2 separate regions of the Zea mays genome follow, and region 2 is linked to region 1. A link is a contact called in public Hi-C data. All regions are on one chromosome and are shown on one strand. Each heading gives the region's core, a stretch centred on a gene start, on an enhancer-like site or on the middle of the called end of the contact. The rest is flanking DNA. Distances are from core to core; before and after follow the strand shown. Region 1 holds the start of LOC100501848 (putative cytochrome P450 superfamily protein). Region 2 holds the start of LOC107604626.

What was found. Hi-C and Micro-C count contacts between places; a contact is called where the count stands out from the background.
Region 2: a contact with region 1 is called in a Hi-C map of leaf, with 4 times the contacts expected there. The contact joins the promoter of LOC107604626 here to the promoter of LOC100501848 in region 1. A contact is called at or near these places in 9 of 25 Hi-C or Micro-C datasets (bundle sheath, ear, endosperm and 4 more).

Annotation. Positions count from the first base shown.
Region 1 is chr7:114,101,546-114,105,101 of Zm-B73-REFERENCE-NAM-5.0, forward strand. LOC100501848 (putative cytochrome P450 superfamily protein) reads right to left here and starts at 1,788. Exons shown (of 5, transcript NM_001196496.1): 1 at 1,473-1,788; 2 at 1,112-1,344; 3 at 710-969; 4 at 1-236. The coding sequence starts at 1,752.
Region 2 is chr7:113,946,244-113,949,799 of Zm-B73-REFERENCE-NAM-5.0, forward strand. LOC107604626 reads right to left here and starts at 1,566. Exons shown (of 2, transcript NM_001323503.1): 1 at 779-1,566. The coding sequence starts at 1,432. It overlaps LOC100501866, which reads left to right and starts at 466. Exons shown (of 2, transcript NM_001196507.2): 1 at 466-1,519; 2 at 2,435-2,719. The coding sequence starts at 767. The coding sequence ends at 2,467.

The sequences.
Region 1 (3,556 bases), core at 538-3,037:
ACGTCTTGCACTCGTCGATAACCAGCTGCAGGTCGTAGCTGAACCGCTCCGCCGCCGCCACGTCCTTCTTCTTTTCCATCTCGGCCAGCAGCATGGCCAGCAGGCCCCGGCCGTAGGCCGACGTCGTGCGGCCCTCGTCGGCGATCTCCCGGCGCCGCCCGATGGACTCCGTCAGCACGGCCTCCAGCTCACCGTTCAGCCGCCTGATCTCTCTTCTGTACTTGCTCGGGAAGTACCTGCACAGCGACGTCCAGACAGTCTCAGACACACGCACGTACGTCAACACCAACACCAGGTACTGTGCGCGTCCAAAAAGTTGTTTACTGGTGACAGGCGTACGGCAATGGGAGTGTGTGGGTGACGATGGAATCGTTTCCGAGTCGAGGCATCAAACAGGCCGATGCCTCGGGCTCGGTTCAGTGCGTGTGCGTGCCATGCCAGTGTCCAAATGGAAACGGACACTATTGATTATTCGATCGCTTAAGCATGATTAGGGTAGTTAATTACAGTAGCTAGCTTATTATGGTTATTTCGGGGTCGCAGGCCTGCATGATCGAGCAGATGAGGGCATGGACAGGGACAGGGGTAGCGACAAAGGCCAGGCAAGACAGTGGGTGCGTAGGTGCGCGCGTTACGAGACAAAGATGACCGTCGGGCCGGCGGCCGGCGGCCGGCATCGAGGGGGACTAGGGAAGAAGGAATCACTCACTGGCTGCCGGGGATCCAGAGGTGGCGGCTGGAGCTCGCGGTGAGGCGCTGCAGGTCCTCGAGGAGATGGAAGATGAGCTTTCCGGTATCATAGCTCGTGTCGAACTCGGTGCGCGAGATGATGTCGCCCGTGAGCCGAGTCATGTACCCGCAGATCTCCACCTCGCGACGCCGCCCGCCGCCAGACGACGGCGCCGACGCTGCATCCTGAAGCGCCCGGATCGTCTGCTTCGTGCACTCCACCATGTGACCCACGCGTCCCTGCAATACGCCCGGTGACGTCAGCGACCAACACGTCCAGTCCATGAGAAAAAAAAAGAAAGCAAGAAGGAATGAACGAACGAAATAAAAAGAAAGAAAAGGAAACGGGACAGAGAAAGAATGTAAATGGCGGCGGCGGCACCTTCAGCTTGTCGGGCATGAACGCCGGCGCGACGACGTGGCGCTGGTGCGACCAGTGCGCGCCGTTGGCCATGAGGACTCCCCGGCCGATGAAGTGCCTGGTGCCCTGGCGCTGCAGCCACGACTTGCCCGTGGCGTTCGCCGCGTACTTGGACGAGAGGAACTCCTTGATCTGCGCCGCGTCCGTCAGGCACAGGCGCGGCTCGCTCCCGTACCAGTACACGAACAGCTTCCCTGCAGCGCACGCACGGACGGACGCGTTACGGGAACATTCCATGCACCGTCGTACAAGGGCCGGGGTCAACGGCGCAGCGCAATGCCGCGGCGACGCCTCCCGTACGTCCTAGCCGTCCCGGACTCACCGTACGTCCTGGACCAGAGCACGTAGTGCGGCATGAGGCGGCCGACGATGTCGTGGCTCAGGGCCGGCATGTCGTCGGCGGTGGCCTGCGCCATGAGCGCCGACACGTCGCGGAGGTTGCCGATGAGCGGGCGCGGCGGGGGCCCGTGCACGCCCTGCCGGGCCATGATCCGGCGGATTCTCAGCGGCGTCAGGATGTAGCAGGACAGGGCGACCCATGCCGCCCTCAGGAGCAGTAGCAGGACAGGGGACGCCAACGCCATGAGCGTCACGAACGCCATTGAAGGAGGAGAGAGTCAGAAAGATTTGGGGGCCGGTGATACCGTCCAGCTAGCGGCGGCGGCGGCGGGCAATGCAGATTTGCGCTCGGTTCTGTGGGCTATATATAGGCACAACTGTCAGGCTGGTCCAGACTCCAGAGGAGCGAGATTTGGTACTATATATATACACTAGTATATAAACACTAAAATCTCCCTACAAAAATAATCGACGTTTCTTCATTTATTTTTGGGATAGATTTGAAAGCATATAATTATATACCATATTTCGTCAAATGCCTTTCCGTACTTGGCTCCCTATTTAATTTCATTGCTAAAACTTTGGTAAAACATTGAACTTTTGCCAGTTTGGGTTCCCTTTATTTTTTTCCCTAGACAAGAAGGGTAATATAGGCAGAGAAAAACAAAAGCGAGAGCCTGCCCAGTTTATGCATATTTTGTCCTACCCCCACCATCTATATCTCCCTCTATCTATAAATATCTATATCTATATCTATATACTCTATCCATCATAAAACAGAATGCATTGCGCCATTCAAAACTTATATTGAGATTGTTCGTATTTGAGAAAGGTTATTAAAAAGAAAACCATGATTTTTGAAGAATCTCATTAATTGTGTTCAATCAATGGTATACATGTCATTTAAGTATTATTTTACTTTGTCTTAAAAAAATTAAAGATGGATTATATTACAGGATGGAGAATATATATTACACACCATGACGTTTAAAAAGCAAAGTGATTGTTCCGTCTGTCTTTTTTACTTCCCACAATGCCCTTGTCTTCTTGTATTATTTATGATCCAAATTTATGGCATATGCATGTCTGATTGTATTATAGAAACACACTACGTGTTTGTGCGCCTATCGATAACGGTAATACGTACCCATAACGTAATTGTTACATAAATATCTAAGCCATAAATTGTTATGAGTGATGGACATCTTAGATAATACTCCCTTCATTCTTTTTGAGCCAATTCCTTATATGTCATCGGAAAATATACTCGTTACTTGTGTGCCACTGGCCTCACATATCATACACACAAAAATATACCTATATGTCACTCAGTGGCACACAAAGAATGAGTATAAAATCTGATGGCATACTAGAAATTTTTCCTTCTTTTTTACATAAAGTTTGGCCGACTCATTTTATTAAAAAAACTTAATTATTACTAGTTTTTTCTGTAATATCGTTTAGCTTATAATATATTTTAAGTATGTCTTCGATTTTTTTCTTTTTTTTCTTTCTTTTTTGAATAAGAAGAACCACTCAAATTTGAAAAAAACCTAAGAAATTATACATTGGAGCAGAGGGAGTATGATATAAGCTATTAAGGGCCCGTTTGGATCCCACGTATGCTAAACTTTAGCACCTTATGTGGTAATATAATAGGTGCTAAAGTTTAACACTTTATATTTATAGTACCTTTTAGCATTCGTGTTTGAATCTCTAAGTGCTAAAGTTTAATAAAAAAATGTAGCGATAAACTTTAGCACTTTGGATCCAACATGCCCTAGAGTATTTAAAATTATACCAAATTATAAGGTATTCTAGATGATTTTTTTCTAAAGCGTCAATCACATGGATACCTAATATTAGTGTCAATCACCAGGCTCCAAATATGGTAGGCACAAGACCCGTCGTCCACAGTTAAGAAAGGATTGCATGCATCATTGCTTTATCCCATAATTTATTATAAGATTCGTATGGCAGCTTATATTTCACGGTGAAGGAAATACTACCTTTTTTAGCGAGCCTTTATGTGATGAGTTAGTCTGTTACTTTATCCCTTTCAAATTA
Region 2 (3,556 bases), core at 316-2,815, 160 kb before region 1:
CTCGTCACCAATCGTAACATGAATGATAATCCCAAGGGGCCCGGACGGGACGGGGACGAGAAATTTGCTGTTTTGCCACTCTCAAATTTGGCTGCCTGTTATTATGCCATCCCGTGTCTATGACTGGTGGGACCGTCTGTGTCTATGATTTGTGGGTCCGATGGCATACTGGCGAAGCCCACAAATGATAATGGCAAAATTGCCAATGGCTCGGACGGGGACACGGGGGTTAGTCTAACACAGACGCGGAATCTTAGGCACATGCAGGGGCGATTAGCCGGACGCGTGTGGTCGCCCTCATGCGACGTGGACCCCATTAGCAAGCAAGCAAGCTTACGCGCTGGGCTATCTAGTTGACATGTAGTACAAGGAGGGCTGGCATGCACGCACGACGCTGGATTTGTTAAGTGCAGTGAGTACCTACTACAAAAACAAAGCTGAGCACGAGAGTGAAGCCACAGCCCATCCGATCCGTTCCATTGTCGTCGTCTTCCAATTTCCAAACGAGCTGAGCGCCCATAAGTTTCCTATTGATTTTGCGTCGCAACAGTACGTTGCACGATCGCGATGCGCCGTCGTCTTTGCGCATTTGGTTTTGCCCGTGTCCTACTCCTAGCTAAGTCCAACTAGTGTCACGGGACGGCTTCGGGATAATGATTGGTTAATTGTTCCCTATAACCAGCTCTATAGGTGGCCTTGCAGTTGTGTGTTTAAGCTGCAACTCGATCAGAGGAGTTGTTGTTGCAAGGGAAGGGATCATGCATGCATGCCCACTCACCTCTTTCTTCAACGCCGGCGCTGGAGCCGCCGCCGGCGCCGGGTTCTTGCCGGACATCAGCGCGGAGGGCGGCGGCGCTGCGACGACGCCCTGGTCCCTGGCCACGCACAGCTGCATGATCCGCTCGGCGGCCTCGGCGGGGTCCCGGCTCTCCTGCATCAGCCGCGCCACGTCGGCCTTGGGCAGGCGCATGCGCAGCCGCACCGCGCCGTCGGCGCCCACCTCCACGGACGACGGCGGCGACGGCGACGGCGACGCGGCGGCGAGGCGCGCGGCGGCGGGCGGCGGCAGGATGGACGACACGTCCGAGACGGTGCGCCGGGACAGCATCAGGCCCTCCAGGCGCTCGCGGGCGCCCACGCGCAGCGCGCCCGACCACGTCTTGCGCGGCGCGCGCGGGTCGTCGCCGTCCCCGGCGCCGCCGCGGGGGATCTGCACCAGGAAGTAGAGCTTCCCGGGCTTGAGCGGCGCGTCGCGGTCCAGCGGGCGCGCGCGCACGCCCAGCCGCCGCACCTCCTCCGACTCCAGGAGCTGGTGGCCCGGGTGGCCGCGCAGCGCCGCGCACGCCGCCGCGGGGGTCTTGTAGCGGAACGTGGCGCCGTCCACCGTCATCACCTTGGCCGCGCGCCGCCTGCCCGCCAGAGCGTTGCCCATGGCGCGGTGGCGTGGCCGCACGCCGCGCGCCCGCAGGCCTTCGGGTGTTGCTTTGCTAGCGACGAGGAGATGCTAGCTGCTGGGGAGGTGGGGTTAATAACGTACGTAGTATAGTACGTGGGGGTTTGGAGGACTAGCTGAGAGAGAGGGAAAGGAAAGAGAGGCGAGCAGGTCAGTTATAAAAGCTTGTCCGCTGCGCTTGGGCCTTGGGGGGCCTCTCCATCGAGTTTGGTGCCAACAAATCTCCATCGTCCTGTCTCTTCCGATGGGCGATGCGGCACAGAAAACGGATGCCCGTGTTTTCTTAACCTCTGCTGATAAATCCGAGCCGTCGGATCTCGATCCAACGATCGACGCAAGTTTCCACACAAATACCGGTTCTCCCGCGCGCCGCGCGTATCTTGGTGCGTGTAAGCCCCTCTCTGGTCAGTCTTGGTTACCTACAACTGCAATGCAACTGCTGGTCCGACCGTTTCTTACTTCCTCCAGGTTTCGAGCAAGATAAGTAGGTTTTCCTTGACCAGTTAATTAACTACGCAAACTAAGATTGATCAAGGCAGATTATTCTAGCTACTAGGCCGTGTCTTCATTTGGTCCAGGTCTCCGTGTGTCGTTGCATTGCATTGCACGCACACCGATGTTTCCTCTGAAAACTTCATTTTATCAGTTTGGTCGCTCGCAAATTTAGCCCCTAAATTTAGCTAGCTTAGCTGACCTCTCGCCTGTTCTGTACGTATATATGCAGCACCTAGCTACCATGCACACAGAATTATACGCGCGGTGGTCGGTTGGTCGGTGCGTATGTTAGGTACGTACTAGACTCTAGAGGTATGAAGAGGATTATGCCCTAGTGTGTACACACACGCATATATGAAACGGCCAGGTTTTTTTTTCTTGCCGCTGTTATTAACTTCCCTTTTTTTCTCATTTGCCTTTCGTGCTTTTTCAGTGCTGGGCCGGTCCCCCGATTTCACCCTTTTTCTTTTCTTTTTTCTTTCTCAGGAACAAGTGACGGCCTTCTTCCAGAAACGATGATGGGAAAACGAGAGAAGATCGAGATCGGGACTGGGCAACTAACCGACCACTACAACGCCCGTATCGCCAACGTCGTAGTACCATGTATCATCGTCCTTTATTGCAATCATCATCAGTCATGATGGAACACGCGCACGGTGTTGTGTGTGCGCGCGCGAATCGCGATATCAACATAATTAGGGCTGATTTGTAGGAGAGAAATCTCCTTACAATTCAATTTTAAATAACAAGGGGATTCCTTCTTATGGATTCCCTCGGAATCCCTTACCACCAAATCAGGCCTTAAGCAGATCTAAAACCATACACACCGGAATAATATATACTAATATAGCAGTACTCACTCTGTTCATAAATATATGATACCGTTGATTTTTTTTAACTTTAACAACTCGTCTCATATTCAAAACAATGAATTATCATTTATTTTTTTATTTGTTTTATCGATTAAGGTAGTTTATGCTTGATTTAAAATTTTATATTTTTAAATAAATATTTTGATTAAGACAAGTGAATCAAAGTTTTCAAAAATAAAAAAAATCAACGGTGTCATATATTTATGTATATAGTTTGTGGGTGGTTGCATATGGATGGATGGTCAAAGAAAAGCTAGCTGTGGTATAAACTAATTAAGCCGAGCTAGGCCGGAAAGCCGGATTTGTAGCATGCATGCATGCATGCCGGCGCGCGCATGATTTCAGGGGATCTTGCCGGTGCAGGCGCGCGCACACACGCTGAACGCAACGTGCGTTTGAAGTAACTGTGTAAACTAAACAGCTAGCGACGCCCAAATGGCGGACGAACGGTGGTGCGCTGACTGCCGTAGCAGTATAGCAGGCTAGCAGCATATCAGGCCCCTGGCGTTCTTTTTTAGTCGTCGGTGCCTCGGTGCTCGGTGGTGGTGTAGTGAATTGACGCGCGAGCGACAAGTATTCGACAATCCCTCAGTTTCATTTTAGTTGTCGCTGGATAGTACAAAATTAAACTATCCAGCGACAACTAAAAAGAAACGAAGGAAGTACTATGTAGCTAATAATCTATGTATCATACTATCATCATCGATCTTGCGGTAGCTATAGCTAGACAGTCACC